Regions from separate parts of the Rattus norvegicus genome. Here region 1 is linked to region 2. The links are chromatin contacts, called in public Hi-C maps. All regions are on one chromosome and are shown on one strand. The core of a region is the stretch at or near the end of the contact, and the rest is flanking DNA. Distances in the headings are between cores, read along the strand shown.

Region 1 (6,414 bases), core at 1,427-3,926, 100 kb before region 2:
CCTGATGACCTGGATTCAATCCATGGGACCACACTGTGAAAGGAAAGAATGGACTCCCACAAGCTGTCCTCTGTTACCTGAATTCCCCCTGTGGTGTGTGACCCCCCTCACACACAAATCATAAATGTCATAAAAAATAAAACTTTAAAAGACTTAGAGGATAATGCAAAATACTATCTGTACCTATATTCGGAAAGCATCAATGAATAAAACAGAAGTAAGGGATTAAGACGGATATGGTGTAGGAATAAATGTCTCACTAGAAATGGCAGCTTCCTGTTTTGGAGAATGTTAAAGTCTCATTCACTGGTACACTTTACTGTTTTGGTTGTGATCATGTGTAAATCCTGGTCACTATCATACTCTGAAGTAATGTCTGAAAGGCTTAGAAAAATCAACTTGCCTTATTAAGACAACAAATGAAACTATATAGGTTCTTTTCTACGCCAAGGATTAAAACGCTGAGGGGTCTGGTGATGTGACGCAGCTCAGTTGTTTGACCACTTTCTGAGCATGCACCAGGCTCTGGGTTAACTGTCCCTGCACATCAACCAGGTGTGGTGGCATGGATCTCCAATCCCAGCAAGAGGACCTCAGACGATCAGTTATTCCTGTCTAGCCTAAGATATACGAGACCTTGTCTCAATAAGGAGTGGGAGTGGGAAGGAGGAGGAGAAGGGAGGGAGAGGAGGGGGAAGGGAGGGGGAAGGAGGGGGAAGGGAGGGGAGGAGGAGCCTATAGGGTAGGTGAGAAGAAGGTGGTATAGTCCCTGAGCAGTGCAAGATCTGTCAAAGTGTTGGCGCCAGCCTGCCGCTGTAAAACACCACCACAGGAGTTATCCAAAAACAGCAACTGTCAAAACAGCTACATCTCCTCAGCCTGCAGGAGGTACCCTACAGGAGCTGGCAGCACTTCCCACCTCAGCTTACGGCCTTCCCGAAATACCACAGCAGGAGCTGTTGACAATGATAACACCTTCTCCAGCCTCCCCCAGCCTCCCCAAGCAGCTCAGCAGTGATGGTGCCCCAGCCTAAGCAGCCTGTGGCTGAGAAGGACTTCCCATCCCAACCCATAGATAGACCCAGTGCAAGGAAAAGGGGGTGGGGGAAAAAAGCACCAATCCCTGAGCAGAAAACTGGCCAATCCCTGAGCTTCGAACAAAAACATACTAATCCCTGACACAAAAAACCACCAATCCCTTAGCTCCCCAAGCTCCGACTTGAAATCTCACCAATCGTTAATCTGGAAATCTCTCTCCTAAAAAGCTCCACCCTCTAAGAAATCCTATATAAGCCCTGCTCTCTTTTTTTTTTTTTTTTTTTTTTTTTTTCATCCCCTGCTGTCTGCTCCTGTCAGAGGCGGACACTCTCTACATCCTGGACCATCCAATAAATCTTTTTTGAGATTTGCTACCTGGTGGGACTCTCTGGTCAAAAGAAGCCAAGAAGCAATGGAGAAGGAACTGAAGAACTGGAGCGGGGCTGAGGCTCCTGAGTTCCTCAGCTCAGCTGGAGATACTCTCCCTTGGGAGCTGCACCGCCTCTGCTGAGGAGGCTTCCTCTCTGAACTGTGTTTCCTGAACTTCTGGGTTTCAGGATGCCCTTCCTACTGAGCAGGAACATTTACAGAAGGACGGTGGGCCAAGATCAAAGAAGAGTACAGAACACACCTTGTTGAGACCATCCAGATGCTCAATCGCGTTTACAGTATTGACTGCTAAACGACTTCGTTTAAGTCCTTTATTTTTTTTCCCCCCTTAAACAAGTAACTGGATACACACTGGTAAATGCTAACTTCCCATTCGACATATTTCAGTTCTGAATTCCTTTTTAACTTTTTCCTTCTGGGTTGAAGAGGGAACTAAAGGCCTTGTATATAACAATACACTTTCACTTTAAAACACCCAGTACTTGGAAGACAGAGACAGAAGATCGGGAGTTCAAAATCAGCCTGGGATACGGTGAAACTTACTCTCACAAAAAAAAAAAAAAAAGCCAAATAAAAAGCTGGTCATGATAGAGCTTGCCTGTACTCCCTACACTGGGGAGGCTGAGGCAGGAGAAGCCCCTTGACCAGGCCAGCCTGGCAGTCAAGTTTGTGATCCTTAAGTTGGACTCTGTCGTGTTAGGATCAGTCCAGCTCCTTCTGTAACCGCACAGGCCCAGGCCACTATGGAAGTCCCTTCTCCAACTATTGGTGTTGACAGTCTGGGCCTCCTGCGACTCAGAGGCTCCGAATGGTGATGACCGGCAGAGGGATGCTCAACCCAATCCTGGTCCTCGCCCGCCTCCCGCCCTTGCTTCGAGCATGCCTTTGGGGTTTCCACACAACGTAAAAGGGGGAGCACCAGGCCTGGAACCACCCTCCCTGCGGCGGAGAGCACGTCCGCCCAAACACAAGCCTGAACCCACAGTGGCCCCCTATCCGCCAAGAGCGCGCCCTGCTACCCGCGCCAGTCCGCGTGGGCGCCAGGACCGCGAACACCCACCCCGCCCGCGCGTCGAAGCAGCGGAGAAAGGAGCTCCGGCTTCCCATAGGCCAGGGCCCTGCAGGGGGCGGGCTCTCATGCAGAAGCGGGCTGCGGATTAGTGAAGCATCCGAACCGAGGGTCTGGATTGGCTGCTTCTTCGGGCGTCCTCCACGGAGAAGCGGCACGGGCGGAGGGCGTGGCGGGCGCTGGGCCCTCCCAGCCCCAGGAGTGCGGGCGCCCGCAGGAGGCCCGTCGTCGCTGCTTGGGACCCCGGCCCAGCTATCCCAGCCGCTTGGGACGTGCGGCGGCGCGGAGTGAGGTAAAAAGGCTGTGGCGGGCGCGAGTGTCGCTGCGCCGAGACTCGAGACCGGGCATTCCCCGCGTGCCTGGGGCTGCGCGTTGGGGGACCCTGTTGGAGGCCCGCGGCCCGGAGGGCACAAAGGCTGGCCGCAGTGGGGGCGCCTCGCGCCTTCGCCTCCATCTTGCGGGCCGTGCGGGGTGGAGGGGAGCGAAAAGGCAGGCTGTGGAGGACCGGCGCGGCCTGCAGAGCGCGTGGGGCCGCACCTCTGGCAGCCATGCAGCTGTGCGCGCGTCGACCTTGGTCGTGGGGAATCAGCGGGTCACAGCGACTCGCGTCCGGGTGGCCGCTGCTTCCCCTGGCACAGTGAACGCATCCGAGGAGGAAAGCAAAGCGTCTCACTGGTTATCTCTAAGATCTACCCTTGTCACCTGTTAGCCAGTCTCCACAGCCCCGGGGCACATGCCCCAAACTTAGTAATTTTATGATTACCATGTTTTATTCAGTGCGTTGTTTATTATTAAAAAAAAAAAAAAGGAAGCGAAAAACTGCCAATGCCCGAGCAGAGTAGACCTCACTTGGAATTGATGAGGTTTAGACACGGAAAGAGGTAGTCTGGTATACAACTTGCGACACTTTATGGTTCGGGCTTGGTTAAAATACAAGCCACCACTCCTCCTGTTCTCCCCAGCGGACTGGGTTAAATCTGGATCCCTTAGGAACAGTGTAAGGAACCCAGCTTCACATCATCACGAAACCTTTTTTAAAAGTTTTTCCCTGTCCCCACAACTGAAAAACATACCCTTCTCTGGGCGGCCTTTATGGGCTTCTGTTGGCACTGAGGTGGTTTCCCCATCCCCTAACAGGATGAAAGGTCTGTAAGGGAAGGAAGCCAAAAGAAAACAAGAACAAGTTAAGCCAAAAGTTGAGGAAACCGGGACCTTTAAAAGCCTTTAAATTGTTGGATTATTTTTACAGGTTAGGGAAGCAGCTGTGCTCTCGGAATTGAATCAGACGTCAGTCCCTTCCACACTACTAATTTAGGATAAGTTCACTTCTCTGTGCCTTAGTTTTCTCATCTATAAAGTGGAATTTAGGCCCCAGCACGACGAGGAAAAAAAAAGAAATGGATAGGTAGAGGAATAGTGCAAATCCCTAAAACACCTAAGATAAAAAGAGGTACTTGAAAAGACCTACTGGAGTGCTTAGAAAAGAGAGGCAGGTGCATCACCGAGACTCAGGCAAGCCTGGCCTACATAGTGTGTCCAGGATAGCCAGAGCTATATAACACAGAGACCCTGTCTCGTCTTGCCCCCGCTCAAGTACCAGTACCAAGCATCTGTATAATTCTTGCTTCTTCACTGTCTCTGTCCTTTCATTTTTTTTAACTTACCAAATTGTTTAATGAAACACTGCAATACCAATATCAACATTTGACAAGTATGACATGAGAAAAGAAAGCTTCACACCGGTTTCTCGTAATTTAAGTGGAAAAAAAAATCAACTAAATATCAAACCAAATTCTGGTATATACAAAAAAGATAATCCAGCACAGCAAATTAAAATAAATCTAGAATGTAAGTTGGCATTTGAAAACCAAATTATCACCGAACTGCCTCGACCTGCCAGCCGCCCAAGTAATGATAAAGAGATCTTTTATTAGTTTTGAAAACTTAGCCTTAGGTTAGGCTTGTTTCCAACTATCTCCTATAACTTAAATTAACCCGTTTATACTTATCTACCTTCTGCCACATGACTTGTTCCCTCTCCCCAGTACTGTCCCGTTTCTTTCTCCATTTCTGGCTGGCCATCCTTCCCTGTCCTTTCATTCTTGAGCCCTTTGTGAAGGCTGCTGTGACCTGGGAAAGTATTCATAGATTTAAAGTCCTTACCCTGTTGTGGCAGGAAGAGGGTCTGGAAGTATGTACCAGGCCCTGGCCCCCACTGCCTACCGCTGTCAGGGCAGCACCAATACACCACCACCATCCACCCACAGGGCCACTAGGACCACAAGGTTGAAACTTTTTAAAAATTTTAATTCTTGAACCTTTCATATGGGGGCTGGAGAGATGGCTTAGAAGTTACGTGCACTGGCTGCTGTTCTTCTATAGGACCCAGTCTCAGTGCCTGACACCCACATGGCCACTACAATTGTCCGCAACTCCAGTCCCAGGGGGTCCACCCCTCTTCTGGCTTCTGTAGGTACAGCATACATGTGCATAGGAAAATTGCATACCTGTATGCAGTGTGCTGATCATATCTGTCCTTCACCACAGTTCTCCTCAGGGATCCCCACCACGTGAAGCAGTTACTTGTGTGGAGGTCAGAGGCAGCACACATGCGTGTGGTAGGGACAGGACAGTTTATGAGAGCATTTTCTCTCCTTTTCTAAAAGCTGACCACAGTTTTCCTGATACCCACCCTGCATACAGCTAGTTTCGGCCATCTCAAGCCTGTCTTCCCTTTTGTCATTATGAATTTACCCCTTGTGTGTTACCGTCCTGCCTAGCTTGGCCTCCACTGTGCTGCCCGCTCCCAGAAGCCGTGAAGCCACATATCCTGTTGAGCTCCATGCCCTGCTCACACCTTTCCTCTTCCTCGCTTACTAGACACGATCTGCCGCTGGGTGTGTTATGGCGTTTCTCTCTGGACCTGTGAGTCCGGTGAGGCTTCATTGTTGAGGCCCCAAACCGAAAGGAGCATCCCTGCTGGTACAGGTGGCTGTCGGTGGCTGTGGGTACAGAGACCGCACTTGTCACAACAAAAATGTTGACAGTTGGGATAGATGCATGTTTCCTAGGGCGGTGCTGCTTAAAGAATCATGCAGAGGAATTTTCTGTTGTTCAGAGATTTGCTCCTTGGTGAATCATTCCTCTGTTTGAATGAGTTAGAAGTGAACGCGCTCCTTCCTGCACTTGCCAGTCCTCTCTCATTTGCTCTGAACAGGAATGTGTGGGAAGAAGCCAGGCAGCTGGGACAAGCTTGCTTGAGGGTGACTCAACAGATACCAGGAAGGGTCAGGTGTCCTGGTGTGTGTGTGTGTGTGTGTGTGTGTGTGTGTGTGTGTGTGTGTGTGTGTGTGTGTGTGTGTGAATGTGTGTGTATGAATGTGTGTAGATACAGTGCTGAATGTGGTTTTACTATGGGATGAGAGAAAGCCACTTGATCACACCTAGTGATGGCTGATGGTCAAATAGCCTTTGCAGGGTCTGGGAACTGAGAGATTTAACAGTGGGTTTCTGTTGCGCCCTGGAAGATGCTAAAGCACAGGTAGTCCCTTGATTGGCAGTTCTGTGTTCAGACCTTCCTCAGAAAGGGGGGCGGGTGGCATTGTTCATTTCCTGTGCTGGCGGTGACTAAGACCGTGGTATATCTGTAAAGGAAAGTTGGGTGTGTGGACCGAGGCCCACCCAAGAGGCTGTACCAGCATCTGCAAGGCAAGCCTTGGAACCCAGAGTATTCCAGCTGGGTCCCAGACGCTAGCCATGGAGCCGCAGGAGTTGGTGTTTGCTCTCCCATGTATGGTCTTGATCTTCTCCCTTGCTATCACTGTCACCCCGTTCTTCGCTTCGGGAGCGGGACTGTATACCCTAAACCTTGTATGCTGGACGTATGTGACGTCGTTGGCTGTACAGGAACTTACAAA
Region 2 (6,027 bases), core at 1,877-4,376:
TACATCCTAATACATTTCTAATATATCATATGTAATTTAAATGTGCTTTTCCCTGATAACCTGGGAACTGAAATTGAGTACCTTTCCTTGAATTTATAAGCGACTTGGATGTCTACCATTTATCTGTCTGTGTGTCTGTCTACCTATCTACCTATTTTTAAGACAGGTTCTTTCTACATAGCCCTGGATGGACTGGAACTTGGTATACATACCAAGCTGGCTTCAAATTCACAGAGATCTGCATGCACCACCGTGCTGGCCCATGCTGGTTTTGACTGACCTGGTCTTTGTGCCAGCCTTGTGCAGAAGACAGTCTTTCATGGCACTCCTGCCCATCTTCCAGATGGGAAAGTCCTCGACTTCAGCTGGAGAACCTTCTCTGGCTGTGGGCAGCAGTTAATGCAGAGCCCTGTAACTGGTCAGAGAACTTAAGTCAGAACCTTTGAGTGTTCAGCCCCAAATGGGATGTCTATAGCCATTCTTGTGAGGCCCAGAGAACACTGCATAAGATAAAGCAGAAACTCTGCTTAAAAGAATTCTTCTTCTATCCTGAGGGATGAAAGGCATAATACAGTGGTAGAGCAAATGCATTCTCAATGAAAGTGTAGCATTCACAATGACAGGATTTAATATCCACCACCACAGATTTAAATAAAAGAAACTAATGTTTTACACTTCAAATGCCTATAACTTATTGGTATCATAACTTTTTTTTTTTTGGTTGTTTGTGTGTTGTTGGTTGTGGGGTGTTGTTAGAACTTTCTCCATTGAGACTTAAATATCTACTTTTCCTTGTTGGACTCCAAGAACAAACAAAAGCAGGATTCTACCAAAGTCCAATGTGGAGAACTTGCAGAGCACGGGTTAGGGGTTACTTACAGGAGCACTAGACCAAACAGCTAGACCACCACCATTCTTACCCTAGTACTGATGATGGCTTTGTCATAATTCCTTCTGTGATCTACATTCTTGGGCACCTCCCATTATCATGGGGCCCTGAATGATAGGGGTGGGATTATATACAGATGGCTGGGAGGCCCAGGGCTGTGTGACTGAGACCAGGTGAGGGTCTCTTTACCCTTTTCATGCCCCTCCTGAATAGCAACAGTCAACAGGCCCAAGTTGAAGGGTTTCTCACAGCTGCTTTGCTGAAGATGACTGCCATTGTGGTCAGAGAATAGCACTTCAACTCGTGTGTGTGTGTGTGTGTGTGTGTGTGTGTGTGTGTGTGTGTATCTGTTTGTGGATGCGCATGCATGTGCACACATGAGGGTACATGCCTGTGTATGCATGTGTACATATCTTGTAGGCATGTGTGAAGACCAGATGTTATCATCAGGATGTCTCTTTCGATCACTATGGTGGTAAACTTGGTTGTACTGAAAGAACGTAAACGGGGAGCTGCGTCTCTCACTCCAATCATGGGATGGGGTGCCCCCAGGAATCACGAGTAGCCATCTTGATGTAACACCAGGAGGTAGCTTTTATTAATGAGATCCCTATTAGCGGGATCCTGGGTCGATACGTATCCCACACAGGAGACAGAGGAATCGACCCCGAGCTTCCAAACTCGGGGGTTTATATAGGGGCATTCACGCGGTTACACATGATTGGTCAATTCAAATGGTGCACAGTTACTTTCGGCGCGAAATTACATCAGCAAGGAGTCCGTGCTCTCTAGCAGCTCTGCAGGCAGGTAGGGTGGCTCATCTCACTCAGGGGGGTGAAGGAAGGGGAGGGGGTGGCTACAGATGATCAATGTCCTTGGGGCTGATAGCTGGTTTGGCAAGTCCTATCTCTGGCTCTCCCTCAGGCACGTCCAGCCCTGCACATCCGGACTCTGACTATGAGTAACCTTTTTAAAACTCTAGTTCTACAGTACCCCTACCATTCCAGCACCCCTTCCTCCTCCTCTCTCTTTGTCAGGTTCCTTGGCCCTGGGGAGCAACAGGAACACCCCAAAAAGCACAGTTCCTTTTTTTTTTTTTTTTTTGTTGGAGCTGAGGACTGAACCCAGGGCCTTGTGCTTGCTAGGCAAGCGCTCTACCACTGAGCTAAATCCCCAACCCCCGTTTTTCTTTTTTAAGTATTACTGCATTTGTTTACTTAGTGTGTGCATGCAAGTGTGCAGCCGTCAGAGGATGACTTGTAGGAGCTGGTCCTGTAGCCATGAAGGTTCTAGTGATGGTCCCAGGTCACCAGGCTTGCAGACAAGCACATTTGCTGGCTGAACCATCTCACTCACTGGTCCTTAGTATTGTCTCCAAAGTCAGCCGTTCATTCATTAAAAGTAGTAGCTTGGTTGTTTCTGGGATACAACGGGAAGGCTAGGCCTCAATGCGTTGGATTCTTGGGCATTCTGTTCCATGCAGACACTAGTTAACTATTCTGTAAGTGGAATAGGGCTGGAGAGGTGGTCCAGTGGTTAGGAGCACTGGCTGCTCTCTTAGAGGACTCCACAGTGATTGTAATTCTAATTCCAGGGGATCCTCAGTATCATCTTCTAGTCTCCACGAGGACTCCATGCATGTGGTCAGACATACAGGCAGGAAAAACACCCTACACATATCATATAAAATAAGTGAAATAAGGTAGACTTCTCTTTTTGTACTTCTAACACTTTTCCTGCAGAGTCATAATCTGATAGACTCAATGTATACAGTAAATTAATAACTGATCCCCACAGATTCATAACCTCAGCCGTTAACAGATGTTAAAGAATGACACCAAAGACAGAAGAGAAAGCCTCATCACTCAGAGTAAAACAAAGGGTTTTAGTCTGTTCTAACCAACTGTGACCTGTTAATCATTTACACTGGTTACCCAGGAAAACCATTCAGATCTGCGCTCCCGTGTTTAATAGGTTTCATGCCCGTGTACTTATTGACTGACTGCAGGGTAGGAAGCTATTACAGCATTTGTTCTAAGGAATAAGTTCTAAAGGAAATGGCCTAGCCTGGCCTTCTCTCTCCAGGTCTTATTTTTAAGTCATCACTTCCTTCTGCCACAGAGGTTTTCAAATGACATTGATTTCTTTGCATTCTAATAGGCACCACACCGGAAAGACCATAGAGCTGTCTCTAGTGCTCTCCAATTGTACTCTCCAGTGCTACCCTGTGGGAGAGGGCATTAGCACACAGCTTGACTCCTGGACATCAGGACAGTTCCTGGTAACTGCCATAGCTACCGAATCCAACCCACCCAGAACAGGAGGGATTTGAGGACAAAAGTTTTATCAATTTGGGAATTTGGTTTTGGTTTTTTTTATTGTTGTTTGAGACAGAATCTTTCTATACGACCTTGATTGGCCCACAACCTGCTGAGTTTTTTTTTTCTTTTTTTTTTCTTTTTTCTTTTCTTTTCTTTTTTTTTTTTTTTTTTTTCGGAGCTGGGGACCGAACCCAGGGCCTTGCACTTGCCAGGCAAGCGCTCTACCACTGAGCTAAATCCCCAACCCACTGAGCTAAATCCCCCCAACCGAGAAGTTTTAAGGATATATCTTTGACGTATTTAAGGACACTCGAGTTGTATACACATGGGCACACACATATCTGTGAAATCATGTATGTAGTATTAGTTATGCAATATTAGTCTCACGTTTTAGAGATAGAAAGGGTGAAGCTGGAAAATGAAGTGTTTTGCACCGGGTCACACCTGAGGCAGTTTCCTGACTTGGTTGCTGGTCCCGAACGCTTCTGTATCAGTCCACTCACTGGACATTGGAGAAGACCCAGAACAGGCACATATCCTAGTGAGATGCAATGGGAAGGTCAGAGGTTCAGGCCATTCAGTTCGCTTTAAATAAAGCAACAAAAAAGACCATACCTGACTCTTGCCTTGATGGCGTCAAGGTCTATATTTAAGGTCTATATTACCGAGCAGATGCTTGGTACTAATTACATAAAAAGAAGAACGAATAATCAGATACAGTCTCAGCTGGTGTTAATTAAAATGCACAATCCCAAGTAGGAGGCACTTATTAAATAATCAAGTAGTCAGAGGCGGGGAATGCTCTAAATTATACATGGAAAGAAAGAAGCGTTCTGTTAGGGAAGAGGGTGCCACTGTAAGTGGACTTAAACCAGTGTTTTTCAGCCTGTAGGTCAAGCCCCTTTGGCAAACCTCTCTCTCCAAAATAGTTACTTTATGGTTCATAACAGTAGAAAAAATGCAGTTATGAAGTAGCAATGAAATAATTCCGTGGTTGGAAATGAGTTACTGGAGGAGGGAATAGTCAGAAGACTGGAGTGCTAGGTGTGGACGTGCTTATTACCACAGCACCTGGGAGGTAGAGGTCAGAGGATCAGGAGCTCAAGGTCATCTTGCAGCCACACAGCTAGTTCAAGGCCAGCACTGGCTACATGAGACCCTGCCTGCTTAACAGGCAGGGGTTGAAGGCTGTTGTATAGAACGGAGACAGGGGAGCTCCCAACCCACAGGTAGATTATACAGAGCCTTAGGGGCTCACAGTGGGCTTTAAACTTCATCCCAAGGACAGTGGGAGATCGCTAACACACTACAAGTGAGACCTGGTCTGCAAAGGGGTTCAAGGCCCTTGCAAAAGTAATTTCCTGAAGGGACACATTGTTTCTGGGCTGCATAAAGAGACAGTGGTGAAGAGAGCCTGGCAGGGCAGAGAGGGCAGCAGGCTCTGGGCAGAGGGCCTGAAAGGTGAAAGCAACGTGCTGGAGGGTCACTGAGTTGTGGAAGGAAGAAGAAGGTAGAGAAGGTTTCGTTTTATGTTGTGACCATCACAGTTAAGAGTGATGACAGGGCAGAGGGCAACGGTCCTCACATGAGGGCAGTAACGACATAGCTGGAACCCAAAACGAAAGCATTTTGCCCTTTGACTCTGTCACCCCACCAGGGAGGATGCCCTGTGGTTCAAGTAAGTACTGTTACTTCTCTTTTGCAGAAGCCGCTGGAAAACGAAAGTCTGGATTCCCGGAAGTCTCCACTTTCAGGTGCTGTACAACCCTGCCCTCTGCTGGCCAATTCTGGTAGACACCCAAGAAACTAAGCTGTAGAAACTGCAGGCACAGGCAGCAAAGACAGAGAGTTATGCTACATACGTCTTGGTTACCTTTCTATTATCGTAACAAAACACCACGACCAAAGCAGCAGATAAAAAATTTTAATTGAGCTTACAGTTTCAAAGGACTATACCCCATGATGATGGAGCAAAGGCATGGCAACAGCAGGAACAGCTGAGAGATCACATCCTGAACCACAAACAAGACACAGAGAGCACTCCAGGAATGATAGGACACTTTTGAAAGCTCAAAGCCAGGGGTTGGGGATTTAGCTCAGTGGTAGAGCGCTTGCCTAGGAAGCGCAAGGCCCTGGGTTCGGTCCCCAGCTCCGGAAAAAAAAAAAAAAAAAAAAAAGAAAGCTCAAAGCCCCGCCCCCAGTGACACACCTCTTCCAACCAAGCCGTACTTCCTAATCCTTCCCAAACAGTTCTACCAACTGGGCCCACTCTCATCCAAAGCACCACATTGTCACACTTCACTTCGTAATGTTTCTGTCAGATTTAGGCTCAGAACAGTGTTCTTACAAGTAAGGCACCCTCTGTAAATAATGCCAGCTCATGTTATCACAGGATGAAAAGGCATCCCATGGAAAGCTGAGAGAACACAAACTGTTCTATAAATTGTGTTCTCACTCTCCTAGTGGAATGATCGTAATAAACGATTGGTAATGAAATATAGAAACTTTAACTAGATCTCTAAATGACACTTTGGAAAGGTGTAAACATTACAAACTACAAACGAAATCATCCAAATTAAAATACAGGGTGTTCTAGTAGTCTCGAGACCTCTCTCTTGCTTCTATATTCACTCACTGTTCTGGCTACTGTGTCTATTTGTTTGAGTCAAGTTCTCAATGTGTACCCTTGAGTGGGCTTTGTGTTCATTAACTAGCCCAGGCTGATCTTGAACTGAATTCTTCTGTCTCAGCCTCTCAAGCACTGGGATTACAGGAGCACGTCGCCCCAGCCAGCTGCCTTCACCCTGACTTCTATCA

The links. Hi-C and Micro-C count contacts between places; a contact is called where the count stands out from the background.
Region 1: a Hi-C map of kidney shows a contact between it and region 2, with 5 times the contacts expected there. The contact joins the promoter of Cep68 here to the enhancer-like site in region 2. A contact is called at or near these places in 2 of 12 Hi-C or Micro-C datasets (kidney and mammary epithelial cells).

The regions. Positions count from the first base shown.
Region 1 is chr14:98,668,130-98,674,543 of GRCr8, reverse strand. Cep68 (centrosomal protein 68) reads left to right here and starts at 2,676. Exons shown (of 7, transcript NM_001427307.1): 1 at 2,676-2,789.
Region 2 is chr14:98,565,275-98,571,301 of GRCr8, reverse strand. No RefSeq gene overlaps it. Among named protein-coding and RNA genes, the nearest start is that of Actr2, 33 kb to the right of the region's middle. Within about 2 kb of position 3,126, at least 6 of the 93 cell types and tissues checked have an H3K27ac peak or open chromatin away from gene starts, as enhancers often do. A contact at or near this core is called in kidney, where this site is marked.